3 separate regions of the Mus musculus genome follow, and regions 2 and 3 are each linked to region 1. A link is a contact called in public Hi-C and HiChIP or PLAC-seq data. All regions are on one chromosome and are shown on one strand. Each heading gives the region's core, a stretch centred on a gene start, on an enhancer-like site or on the middle of the called end of the contact. The rest is flanking DNA. Distances are from core to core; before and after follow the strand shown.

Region 1 (3,987 bases), core at 882-3,381:
ATCTAATTGCTCTCCCCCAGGTAAACAAGGTCTGAGAGAAGTGGGAATATTGAAATTCCTTCAATATGTCATCCTACAAATGTATTAGATCCAACCCTTTCTCTCAGTAACTGAATGAATCTACATGAACTTAATGAATATTGATTTCCAAGCCAATGCACACATGGAGAAGACCCACGGGAGCAACTCAAGGCCTCTGGGAAACCTGTCACCTGGCACATTAATTAAGAAATTGTTCCAAGAAGTTAAAGTTAGTACAACTAGCTGAAATATGTCCCCCTACCTCCACCCCAGCAAACCAAGTCCAGAGGGCACAGATAATCCCTGCTTTGCACTATAAAATTCTAGCTGTCTGTAAGCATGCCAGCATTAGGCTGTTCTACAAACCTACCCAACAATGCCAATCAGACCTATTTCTAACACTATGCAGAACCACTGTAGCCTGCACGACCTCATGTACATTATTAAGTGTGGCTTAGTCCAGAAAGAGCCACAAAACAACTCATCCCTTGAGGACAGTTTCTGTTTGTTTTTGTTTTTCCTACTCAGGGGCAAACTCCCAAAAAAACAAAATAAAACAAAACAACCCCCACCCCAAGACAAAGAATAACAGAATCACTGGAAGAAGGCTTCATTTTAGAATGAAATACTCTCATGCTTACATAATTGGAGAAGTCTCTAACTGGATGAAGCTGGCCTGCTTATGGTTTTCCTAAAGGCAGACAAACCTATAATTATGCAATCTCAGCAGCCACGCTATTCATTAGACACGTCATCTGTTACTCAATGCTAAAATGCACCAACAGCAATAACTCTTACTATTCCCTGCTTTGAAGCACTGAAAGAGCATTGAAGGTATATTAAGCAGAAATGGGTGACTTAGTGCTAGAATCAAACCCAACTTCAAACAAAATTTATAGGCTTTAATGAGAGGAAGATAATGGGCTGAGGCGGGAACAAATATGAATGTTGAAGGCGAAACCATAGCCACTGATGCCAGTTGTCCCGGTGTAGAAGAGCGTGGCAAAAGTAGAGACTGGTCTGAGAAAGGAGGGCAGGAGGCAAGTAAGCTGCTTTTATGGACATGGACTCTTAAGGAGGAATAACTTCCAACTTGTGGCTAAGAACTAGGTGACAAGCATGGCAATATGCTGTCTTTATGTAGCGCAGTATGGGAGCATGAGATATTTATTTTCCCCATTCAGATGCAGTACTATCCAGGGTTGACTCATGCCTGTTTGTTCAGTATTTTCTAAGCCACTGGTTGAAAAGCAGAAGCAGGTGGGGGAAGCAGTTCTTATCATGGCATATCCTTGTCCACCTGGTCATGATCAACAGAGCAACCCAACTGCCATTCCAGACCGGCAACCAGGTCAGTGAGGGAGGGGGGGTAAGAGGTACACTTCTGGACCTACTTATTCTAAACAGGGCCTTCCCTAACCACAGGGGTGCTGTGCCTGCAGCCCATGGAATAAACTTCCCTGAGGTCCAGCTCTGGGGGTTGGGAAATAGAGCTGAAAGTCACTCACAGTCTCTAGGCCTTTACTAGCCCAGCCTTCACTAAAACATCAAAATGTAGGCTTTGCCCTCCTTGTCTCTCCAAGCAAACCACATACAAAGACCTTGAACTTCACTACACCTCACATGGATTTCTGAGGTGCCCTTGTTGAAAGCTCCCTATGATCTCAGATATAAGGTCCCCTCTCTAACATCTCTCTACTGTCCAGAAGAGGACCTAGTATTCCAGCTCTTATCAACCCATAAAATCTCTTTACTTTTACAAGTAGGACATGTGTGCACACACACACTAGAGAGACACACCCTCAAGACAAATGTCACCTACTTATTCTTCCCACCTGCATATCTAATCAGCTGCACGGCTTTGTCCAGGGTCAAGCTGCTTTCTAAAGTTTTGTTCTAAACAAACAACAAGAAAACTGTGGGATCAGGTTAATTTTTCTATTCTACAAAGCCACACACAAGCATGTCTGAACAGAAACAACCAATTACATGGAGTTGATTAAATTCAGCAGCATGTATTTTATTAGTGACTTACCAAGCTAAGACAAAGCAGACATTTAGTGTTGCTAAGGATTGCTGACTGTGAGTCAACATGACTCACACACTTAGAAGAATCTGATAAACACGAAATGTCATTAAATACACAGACCATTTTGGCGAAGAAGAAGGATGGTGGCAAGGGTTGCCTGACTTTAGTTTAAATTCCTTAGACTAAATGGCACACACAGCCAGAAAAGTTTATTTTCTAAAGACTGGGAATAAGTTATTTCCAGATCTCTTTATATGAGAACTTGATTCTTCCATATTTTCTGTAAAAGACATTTACCTTTTTTTTTGAGAAATACAAACAGATGACAGTATAAACAATATTCTCAACTTCTGTGTCAAAATCAAACCAAAACCTGAATTCTCTGTAAACTCAGATCCAATTACCTACATCTAGTGACATCTATCTGTCTATCTGTGTGTCTCCTGACAGACAGATATTAAGCAATCTACACTCATCAGGAGTTGAATTTAATGACTTACTCAGTGCTTGAGCAATGTTTAATAGAAACTTGGTTACTTCTCACTACACTGAACTTCAAAGTTGTAATTATTCCTCCACACAGATATTAGTGTGGTAAAATTAAAACTGAATGCCCATGTTATAACTGCCTCCCACTAGAAGTAAGTGTGCAGTATCAGGTGTATGATATAACCAGTCAGCAGCTGGTTTCTTCCCAAAGTCCAGGAGAAATCCTGGAGGACTTTCCACCTTCCTGCCATCTGCCTCCCCACAGCCCTCCCATCACATAATAACCCAGACGTGGGAAGCTGCACACCACATAATTGAAGGGGCAGTCTGCTTGATTTCTTTCTTGTGGACTGTGTAGTCTTTGGAAAGACTGTTTCCACACCTCTATAATGGGTATCAGAATAGTACTGAAGGCTGGAGAGGTGGCTGAGTGGTTAAGAACACTTGTGATTCTTGCAGGGGACCAAGGTTCGATTCCTACCACCCATATGACAACTCAGGAAAGCCTATAACGCCTGATCAAGGAGATCTGATACCCTCGTAGGCCTCCATCAGCACCAGGAATGCATGTAGTGTACACTCATTTATGCAGGCAAATACTCATACCCATAAAAATAAAATGCAAACCTTTTAAAACAAGAAAAAGATAAAGAATAGTACCAAATTCATAAAGTTGTTAGCATGTAGGTACAGTGCTCAAAGAAGAGCCTGGCTTGGCATAAGCACTAACCAGCTATATTTTTAACTAAATCCATTACAGAGTAGATAGTTCATCTGCAAATATAACTAGTCCAAATCCTAAAATCATCTTGCCCTCAGAACTAAAAAGTTTCAGGTATATATTAACTTACAAAGCAACCAGCCGAACCCACAGAATTCAGACCTCAGTGAGAAGGGTTGCAGACACCCCTTTCCAAGTTCAGAAACTCCTTTACCTGCCAATGGTTACTGAGCACTTACTACACATCAGGCGGGGGAGATGCCTTAATGCAAGAACAGCAGCCACCACTACCACACGAGGCAAAGAACCTTAGCAGAAGGCCATGGCTGTTCACCACACTGGGGTGGAGGCTAAACAAATGCTTTCAGGGCTCCCCTGAAACTGACTGATTCAGAGTTGTCCTAGTCAAAGGAAAACATTGATGATGAACAAAGAAAGCCATGGATGGAAAAAATGAACAACCTTGAATGAGTACTAAGTACGAGGACCTGTGAACACACTACCTCTGCTCCAACATAATTTGGGCACTATTAAGCATACAATAAAGATAAGGAAATTAACTCCCGGAGAGGTGAAATCATCGGGCAGGTCATGGAGTTAATAAACGTAGAGTTATGACTTGAAGTCAGCACCAGGCACAAAGCACAGTGTATGAACTACCACAGACATAGACAAACACACTGATACAGAAGCCATGCAGTAATGAGTGTGTTGTTCCTTTTCTAAG
Region 2 (3,987 bases), core at 546-3,045, 310 kb before region 1:
CCCACCCCACCCACGGGAGGCTGCGCAGCCTCAGCCTTCAGGATAGTAGGAGCACTGAAGGTCCCTGCAATCCCTCCAAGGCCCTGCTTTCTGGGCCGGCTGTCAGATCATTGGCCTTACCTTCCAGCTCTTTGCTTTCTAAGAGTTCCTTCCTCTTTCTGTGTTTACCCCACCCCACCCCCAGCCTGTACCCAGTTATCCCCAGCCCAGAGCTTGGGGTGACTTTCAGGAACCTGTCATTGTGAAAAACTCTAACCGCTCCTACCTTGTGTCTCTAACTACACGGAAGGAAGGAATAGGTCCTGTGGATCCGTGTAACAAGATGTCTAGAATAGACCTTCCCATCAGGAGGAAGAGACTATTACAGTCTCCTTCCAGCCCCCTGGTACCAACACTAATGCACACAGATTTCTGAAAGAGTCTGAGGGCAGGGCAGGCACAGAAGATACCCCCAAGTGAGAGTCATGTGCTAGACACAGCTTCTGCTGTTACTTACCTGCAGGACAAGAACTGTCAGCATCATTATGAAGCCAACTGCAGCCCTGCCAATCAATGGCTCACACTTTAAAAAACACTGTCACTGTTTAAAATGAGCTTGAGAGTACACTCCTTTTATGTATGGTTTAAAAATAAGGTTGAGAGGTGAGGTAAATTGCCCCCAGAGACACCCTGCTGACAATCAACACTGAAAATGAGGCCCAGGCAAGCCAGGAGTGGAAGTCAGTGCTCCCGCTATGTGGCTCTAAGAGACAATTTTAGGTTCCCCATCACTCTGATGAACTCAGCTCCAGATTAAAGATGTTAAGAGCCTACAAAGATGAGAGAAACATCCAAAATGGATGTTGGGTGTGGTAGGGGAGGAAGCTGATAGACAATCAGAGGCTCTGGAGAAGCCAGTAGCAGAAGGGACATGAAGGGGACCTCTAGAGATGTTTACCATGGGCAGCAGATGGGAGCTTTAGCGGACTTCCCATTTCAAGAGCATGAGGCAGCTCTGAGGAGAAGGGTTGGCAGCAGGCTCCTGATTTGGCTCCCAGGGTGTTGTGTGCCGGCCTGCGGCCTACTTGAACCGGGTACACCAGGGAGGCAGGCTGGGGCTGAAAGAGACTTAGACCAAGAGAGATTAATGGAGACCAAGACATGATTCTGTTTAAGGCCCGCCAGTTTACTAAGAGAGTCTACTTATAAAAGGGGGAGGCCCATGCCCCGCTAGTCCATTCTTGGTGTCTGGAGCCAGCCTGTAGGTGATGTGTAGAATAGCATGTTCCTCCAGAATGTCTCAGGGGCTTCTCAGCAGGTAGCAGTGTCTTGGGGAGAGCAGTGGTCAGCGGCAGAACAAAAGAGCCATCTAGGTCAGAAGGCTCCACCTTAGGTAATTTCCTTCTCAGTGGCAGCAAGGTCAAAGTCTGGATCAGCCTGCTTCAGGGCTGAGGGAGGCTACACTAGGGAACATGCCTCCATGCCCGCAAACACAGTGTGGGGGTCAGACTGCTGTTGACATCTAGTGAGGGGGATGGCAAAGGCTCCTGAATGCACAACCATGCACAGAGGGGAGGCCAGTCTGAAACAAAACATCCCAGGATATTCTCTCTCTCTCTCTCTCTCTCTCTCTCTCTCTCTCTCTCTCTCTCTCACACACACACACACACACACACACACACACACACACACACACACACACACCCTGGACCACTGAGGAGCCTTGTGGGAGCTGTCAGAATGGGAGGTGTAGATGCCAGCACCGTGAGCCCGATGAGAGACCAGGACACAGAGGAGGAAGTCGGCTGTGAAAATGGAGAGTGGACCCATGAGAGCTAACTGAGCTCAGGGTGAGTCAGATGTGGGGAACCAGGGAATCAGAACTTGCCTCCCACCCCTTTCACTCCCTCACCTCAGCCCTCTCTTTTCTCATCACACACCAACCTCTTACTTGCAGAACTGCCGTTGTTTCTCAGCCTCCTCAAACTGGCCTTTCCTCTCCACACTGATCCTGAAGAAACTGTTCTAAAGCCCCATACTGCTTGGGTTACACTCTTCCTCCAAATCTTCCTTGGCTCCCTAAGCCCCTCAGAATTAACATACACTATATTGATGTATGATCCCACCCTCCCATGAGTCCCAGACATTCCTCGTCTGCTATGATACATGCTTTTGATTGATGGTAGCAAGTACATGCCTCAGTCCCCTGAAGAGGCCTAGTTCCATCTGTAATCTGTGGTTCTCCAAACATAGGACTTTTCTGATCCACTCTCTTCAGCAGTGGACAGGAAACCAGACACTGGCCCTGAGAACATGCAGGGAAGAGACCTTCGGAGGTTTCTTTGCTGTGGAAGGCAATCCCTTGTCATCTACTACACAGGTCACACCTACAGATGACTCTGCTCAGCAGCAGCAGTCCTGTCTTCCTTCCTAAGAGGACATGGCCCCAGCATGACACCATGGTAGGTAACGTGGCAGATAAGAGAGAAATGATTTGCATGATTGAAATGATTGCTAAGTGCCCATACTGACCAAGCTGGAAGCATCAGGTCTTCAAAAGCCTTCCTGCACAGAACTAGGGTTCTTTGTAACTCATGACCAAACTGACATCTTGCTCGAGTCTTTGATGCAAACCCAGCCCCTTCATTCCCTGGTTCTGACTCATTCTGGCTTCTCACCTTCAGGAAACCTTGTCCTTCCCTTAGATAACAATAAAGATGCTACTTCCAGTGGATCCCCAAAGCAGAGGCCATATCTGCCTTCTCTATACTGGACCTGAGCTCCATCTGTGTGCTGCCACCCACCCAGCCTCCGCAGGTCTTCTGAGAGAGATCTCTGGTCCACTGTAAGACTGTGAGATTTTTGAGTGGGAGGACCCTATACCTGTGCACACTGAACCTCCCAGGCTTCCAGGGAGCTGAAAAGCCTGCAGTTGGAAGTTCTGGCCTTGACGTCACCACAAAGATGGACGGTAAACCTAGAATTAGAAGCAGAAATAAGTCATTTTCTAAGTAGCTTTTTGTCATAGTATTTAAACACAAGAGAAAGGAAATTAGAACAAGGAATTTGGATGGGTGTGGGAAATGGGAAGGTTCTGACTAAACACCAACTATAGCCTTAAACTAAGCAACCGAAACTTCATTAGGAAAGCTGAGAAACTGAACGCCAGTAAAGCACTTACCTGGCATGCAGGGAGCTCTGAGTTTAATCCCTAACACTGCAAAATAAATAAATACATATATACATATATACATACATACATACATACATACATACATACATACATACATACATAAAAGACTGACAGTAGCCAGACATAGTGTAAATGCCTGAAATTATGGCATCAGGAGGCTGAGGCAGGAGGATCATGGGTTAGAGGCTATCCTGGGCTACATAGTATGACCTCAGCCATCCCACACTCCTAAAGATAATGTAAATGTCCAATTTTAGCATTTCTCAGTATTTAGCCAAGGTGGGTCTAGCACACTGCCATGATATCAGACTTGGTCCCAAAACTGGGACAGATAAAGCAAAAGCGGGATGTGGAGCTAAGGGCTGGAAAGAAGGGTCCTAACCTCCTCCCTCTGAAGCCCATCGCATCCCCCCATAGGTCCAGCACTATCCCAATCCTAGGCATGTTCCAGAAGCCCTGAGGAGATGGAAGAGTAGTGTGGTGGAGGCGAGGAACACCATCTTCTGTCCCATAGTTCCCAAGCCCTCCTCTCAGAGGGAAGGATCAGTGACTGGGGGCCAGCTGTTAAGTTACTGCACTTCAATAGAAATCTAGTCAACAGCTCTTAGCCAAGGCCAGGGAAGGAATCTCTCAGGTAAAAGAACAAGCACCAGGAAGGATTGCTCAAAAAGGCATCTGAGGACCAAGGATAATGTAGTGACAAAGCCCCCACCTTCACCACATAGTGGAAGTCCTCTGACAGCAGCTACTCACACCAACAAAAGTTACCAGACTATGGAATGTTAGAAAATAAGAAATTCATGAGTGGAAAGGGG
Region 3 (3,987 bases), core at 753-3,252, 270 kb before region 1:
AACGGCAGCTTCAGTATCCCCCATTTCTATGTGATTTTAACCTTACACATTTTCATCCACAGCTGAGCCCATATGAAAGAAATCAATCCTGGGATGCAAGAAATAAAGAGAAAACTCGAATCCAGTGAAATGAAGACATGAAGCTAGCTGAAGACAGGAAATGTGGGGCCAGGTACATGCATGGCTAGCTTGGGAACAGAAGACACGGTCACAGAGCCTCAGGGCATGGAGCCCTGAAACTGAGACCTTTATAGAAAGTCAGGACTCTGACTGCTTCTCTTTTTTATTTATTTAATGTGCCTTGGTATTTTGACTGAATTCATCTATGTAAGGATGTCAGCCCCTGGAACTGGAGTAAAAGACAGTTGTGAGCTGCCATGTAGGTACTGGGAATTGAACTTGGGTCCTCTGGAAGAGTAGCCAGTGCTCCTAACCACTGAGCTATCTCCCCAGCCCCCAACTGCTTCTTAAAGGCACAATGAGAATAAGTGCACAGCTGAGGATGTGTCGAGACTGCCATTAGATGTTTTTAAAAGTCTGTTGTGGGGCTGGAGAAATGTCTTAGCAGTTAAGAGCACTGACTGCTCTTCCTGAGTTCAGATCCCAGCAACCACATGGTGGCTCACAACCATCTGTAATGGGATCCAATGCCTTCTGGTGTGTCTGAAGACAGCTACAGTGTACTCATATAAATAAAATAAATAAATATTTACAAAAAAAAATTTTTAATCTGCTGTATTTTGCCTGCACATACGTCGAGCCTCTTGCAGAGTCCAGAAGAGGAACTGGAGTTACAAGCAGGTGTGAGCTGCCATGTGGGTGCCAGGAATTGAACCCATGCCCTCTGGAAAATCAGCCACTGCTCTAAACCTCTTAGTTATCTCTCTGATTCCCATGGCACAAATATTAGACTGAAGCCCAACACTAGAAATGCAGAGACAGGTGGGTCTCTTATGATCTTATGAGTTTGAGGCCAGGCTGGTTTACACACTGAGTTCTAAGCCAGCCAGGGCTTATATAATGAACCACTGTGTCAAAAATACCAAAACAAAACAAAACAAAAAAAAAAAAAATCCCTCTTCCATGTTCCCTTATCTGTGCAGCAGCCAGAAGATGCCGCCCACATTTAGGGTCCACCTTCCCACTTCAAATAATCTAATCAAGAAAACCCTCACAGGAACACTTGGCACCTGGTCTTATTGATTCCAGACACAGTTAAGTTGAAAAACCAAGATTAGTCACCTCAAACTCTATACTTGACTTGGATACATTTTATTTATGTAAGTTCTATCATGAAAAATACTATTGCTGAGCCAGTGAGATGGTTCAGTGGGTAAAGACGCTTGTAACCAAATCCCCAGGACCCATAAAATGGAGGAAGACAATGGACTCCCACAGAGTGTTCTCTGACTTCTACGTGCGCACACACGCGCTCAAGCACACGCTCGAATAAAATGTAAATAAAACCCTCAATTAAAATAAAATTGATAATACAAATACCATAAAAATCAAAAATGGAAAAAGAAAGGCTTGGCTTGAAGATGAAAAACGGGGACAAAGTTAATTTAGAAGGCTCAGAGCAGTCACTTGATCAAGAGGAACCTCATACTGGACTCCAGGCTTCCCAGAAACCAAAGCGAAAAGAGGAAAAGAAATATGCACATCTTCCATGTCCATAAGAGTGAGAAAGGGGAAAAAAATCAGTGTTGGTAAAATAAAATCCACTCATAGAGAAAAGTTACCTTTTGAGTTTTATGTGGAACCCAGAGAAGGAAGTGACTCATTCGGCTGAAAACCAGGAAATGCTACAAAGGGAGAAAGAAAAGAAAAGGAAAAAAATAGCCCTTGCTGCTCTGGGAAGGCTGGATAAACGGGGGTGGGCTCAGCCTTGGAGTGGGAAATGCCGGCTTAACTCATTTCCTAGCCGCCCTGCAGCTCCACAGAGGCACCGCAAGAGGTCAAGGTCTCAGTAAGCAGGAAGGAGGCTGGGGCTGAGTGCCTCGGGCTGTTTCTACAGAGCCCGAGGACAGGATGGTCACTCCAGGGCAAGCCGTTCACGGTTCACCAGTGTCCATAGACCCATGCAGCCTGGGTCAAACCTCAGCTGTGTCCTGTTCCGGAATGTCCCAGAGACATCCAGCCTGTCGTTACTGGTCAGTGGGTAGGAGAGGGAAGCTGGTCCCCCAGGGCTGGCAAGAGAATCTGTAACCCAGGCAGACCAGGTTAGGATTTCTGAATCCTGGTTCCTTCGAGTCCCAATCAGCTGAGGGCTGCCCCTGCCCACAGGGTGACCTCTTCTCGAGCCGAACCGGAGGTTTCCTGGTCTTGGTGAACTGCCCACACTCGGGAATGCGCTACTCCGGAGACGGAGCCTGTGTGTCAGCTCTTTTCCCACATTCAGGGTTTACAGCTGACAGAAGTGTGTTTCAACAGGATTTGCTGAGAGAAGATGAGGCCATAATCCAGGAAACTGCCCTGATAAATCACCCATAAACTAACCCGTGTGCTAACGGAGCATTCTGGAACGTTCTTCATTTGGAACGGGAAGTGTTGGGATTTAAACAAGACTAAAGCGGAAAAGGTTGCACCAGAGGGAAGAGCAGCGATGAGCTGCTGTGAGGATACCACACCCCACATTTGCTTTTTCCTTAGTTCACAAAACCATTCCACACCTGTCCCCCAAACCCCAGGGCTCACTGGGGGGTGAGAGTCACAATGCTGTTCTCTGGCAATTCATCCTATGATGTCACATCTCATTTGATCCCAGAAGGAAAGCTCTGAGACCCGACTTCTTAGAGAGGAATTAATAGCTTTTTGCTAGAGTTCTCTTGGGGAGATCCTAGAAGCTCACTCTGACAGGGCACCAGCCCCTTTGCTCTCATCTCTGTACCCTTGCCCTTCTAATCCTTCTTGCCTGGGACAGTGGGTTTCCAAAGTGACAACAGAACTGTCCCAAGCAAGGCTCTGTCCCCAGCCTATGAACTGTAGGCTTTCCTCGTATGCTGTAGGTTAGCAGGCCTGGAACAGATTCTATAGAAGGCCTTGTTCCTTCAAGTCTGTGTTTGACACAGTGCCCTCCAGGTGGGGCCTGCAGCTCTCCAGACTGAGCAAGAAGATCAGGGTGCCCACTGTTCACCCATTGGAGTGCCAGCTCTGTCAGGGATATATTAGGTGCCAGGGAAGTTCTTAGAGATCCTCGCCATAGCTGTGCTCATATAGAACTCTGAGGTTTCCAAGAACTGTCAGTCAAGCCTCCCACAGCAACTCAAGACAGACTCTAAACTCTGTGTGGACAGGGAAACTGAGATGTAGAAAGAGCTACCGGTCACAGGGCAAACAGCAGTCAAACTAGCCAGGAGTTCGGGCTATCAGTCTGGAAAGGCAGGCAACCCTACAACCCTCCTCCACTCGTCTCCTCGACCTCTAGAGTTGTTTCCTACCCTGCTACATGGCTCAGGCTTCTAGAACAAGGCCCCAGGGCCACACCGTGAGGATTTGTGGTTCGGCTACTTACTGGTTAAACAGTCGTGGGTGGATTACTTAACTGTGTACCAAAGTTTCCTCATCTATAGCACTGATACTGGCACAAGCCATACACACGGCATGTCAGAGACAGGAGCTAGGAAGAAGTATGACCCCAAAGGCCACACCCTGTGTGCCTTACTCAGTGTTCAAATGTAGGGCAGATGCTTCGTAGATCTGAGGCTTCCTCTTGGCCAATGAAAGCTTATTGAAGACAGAGGTGGTTGCTGGTGACACAGGCCTGTGGAGAGCTGAATACTACTGGGTTGTTCATTTTAGAGTGGTTGATTTGGAAAGAGGACAGAGCTCAATCAGTAGAGTGCTTGCTCAACATGCATGAAGTCCTGGGTTCAGTCACCAACACTAGATTAATTCGATATGGCAAGTCACACCACATAATCTCAATGTATGAGAGGTGGAAGCAAGAAGATCAGAAGTTCAAGATCCATTCTCAGCTACATAGTT

Evidence for each region. A called contact is a pair of places that touch in the nucleus more often than the background predicts. HiChIP or PLAC-seq counts read pairs in DNA pulled down with a chosen protein or histone mark.
Region 2: a contact with region 1 is called in a FOXA1 HiChIP or PLAC-seq map of pancreatic cancer cells. The contact joins two enhancer-like sites. A contact is called at or near these places in 3 of 484 Hi-C or Micro-C datasets (ECoMG-derived neutrophils, Th1 cells and nephron progenitors), 3 of 115 datasets of contacts at active chromatin or transcription factors (Th17 cells, fibro-adipogenic progenitors and pancreatic cancer cells) and 2 of 9 other capture datasets (bone marrow-derived macrophages and embryonic stem cells).
Region 3: a contact with region 1 is called in a Hi-C map of bone marrow-derived macrophages, with 25 read pairs. The contact joins two enhancer-like sites. A contact is called at or near these places in 2 of 484 Hi-C or Micro-C datasets (bone marrow-derived macrophages and effector CD8 T cells), 5 of 115 datasets of contacts at active chromatin or transcription factors (embryonic basal ganglia, embryonic stem cells, heart atrium and 2 more) and 1 of 9 other capture datasets (embryonic stem cells).

The regions. Positions count from the first base shown.
Region 1 is chr15:59,410,170-59,414,156 of GRCm38.p6, reverse strand. All of the region lies in intron 2 of Nsmce2 (NSE2/MMS21 homolog, SMC5-SMC6 complex SUMO ligase), which reads right to left. Among named protein-coding and RNA genes, the nearest start is that of Nsmce2, 38 kb to the right of the region's middle. Within about 2 kb of position 2,131, at least 110 of the 459 cell types and tissues checked have an H3K27ac peak or open chromatin away from gene starts, as enhancers often do. A contact at or near this core is called in bone marrow-derived macrophages and pancreatic cancer cells, where this site is marked.
Region 2 is chr15:59,717,394-59,721,380 of GRCm38.p6, reverse strand. No RefSeq gene overlaps it. Among named protein-coding and RNA genes, the nearest start is that of Trib1, 71 kb to the right of the region's middle. Within about 2 kb of position 1,795, at least 17 of the 459 cell types and tissues checked have an H3K27ac peak or open chromatin away from gene starts, as enhancers often do. A contact at or near this core is called in bone marrow-derived macrophages and pancreatic cancer cells, where this site is marked.
Region 3 is chr15:59,678,841-59,682,827 of GRCm38.p6, reverse strand. No RefSeq gene overlaps it. Among named protein-coding and RNA genes, the nearest start is that of Trib1, 32 kb to the right of the region's middle. Within about 2 kb of position 2,002, at least 192 of the 459 cell types and tissues checked have an H3K27ac peak or open chromatin away from gene starts, as enhancers often do. A contact at or near this core is called in bone marrow-derived macrophages and pancreatic cancer cells, where this site is marked.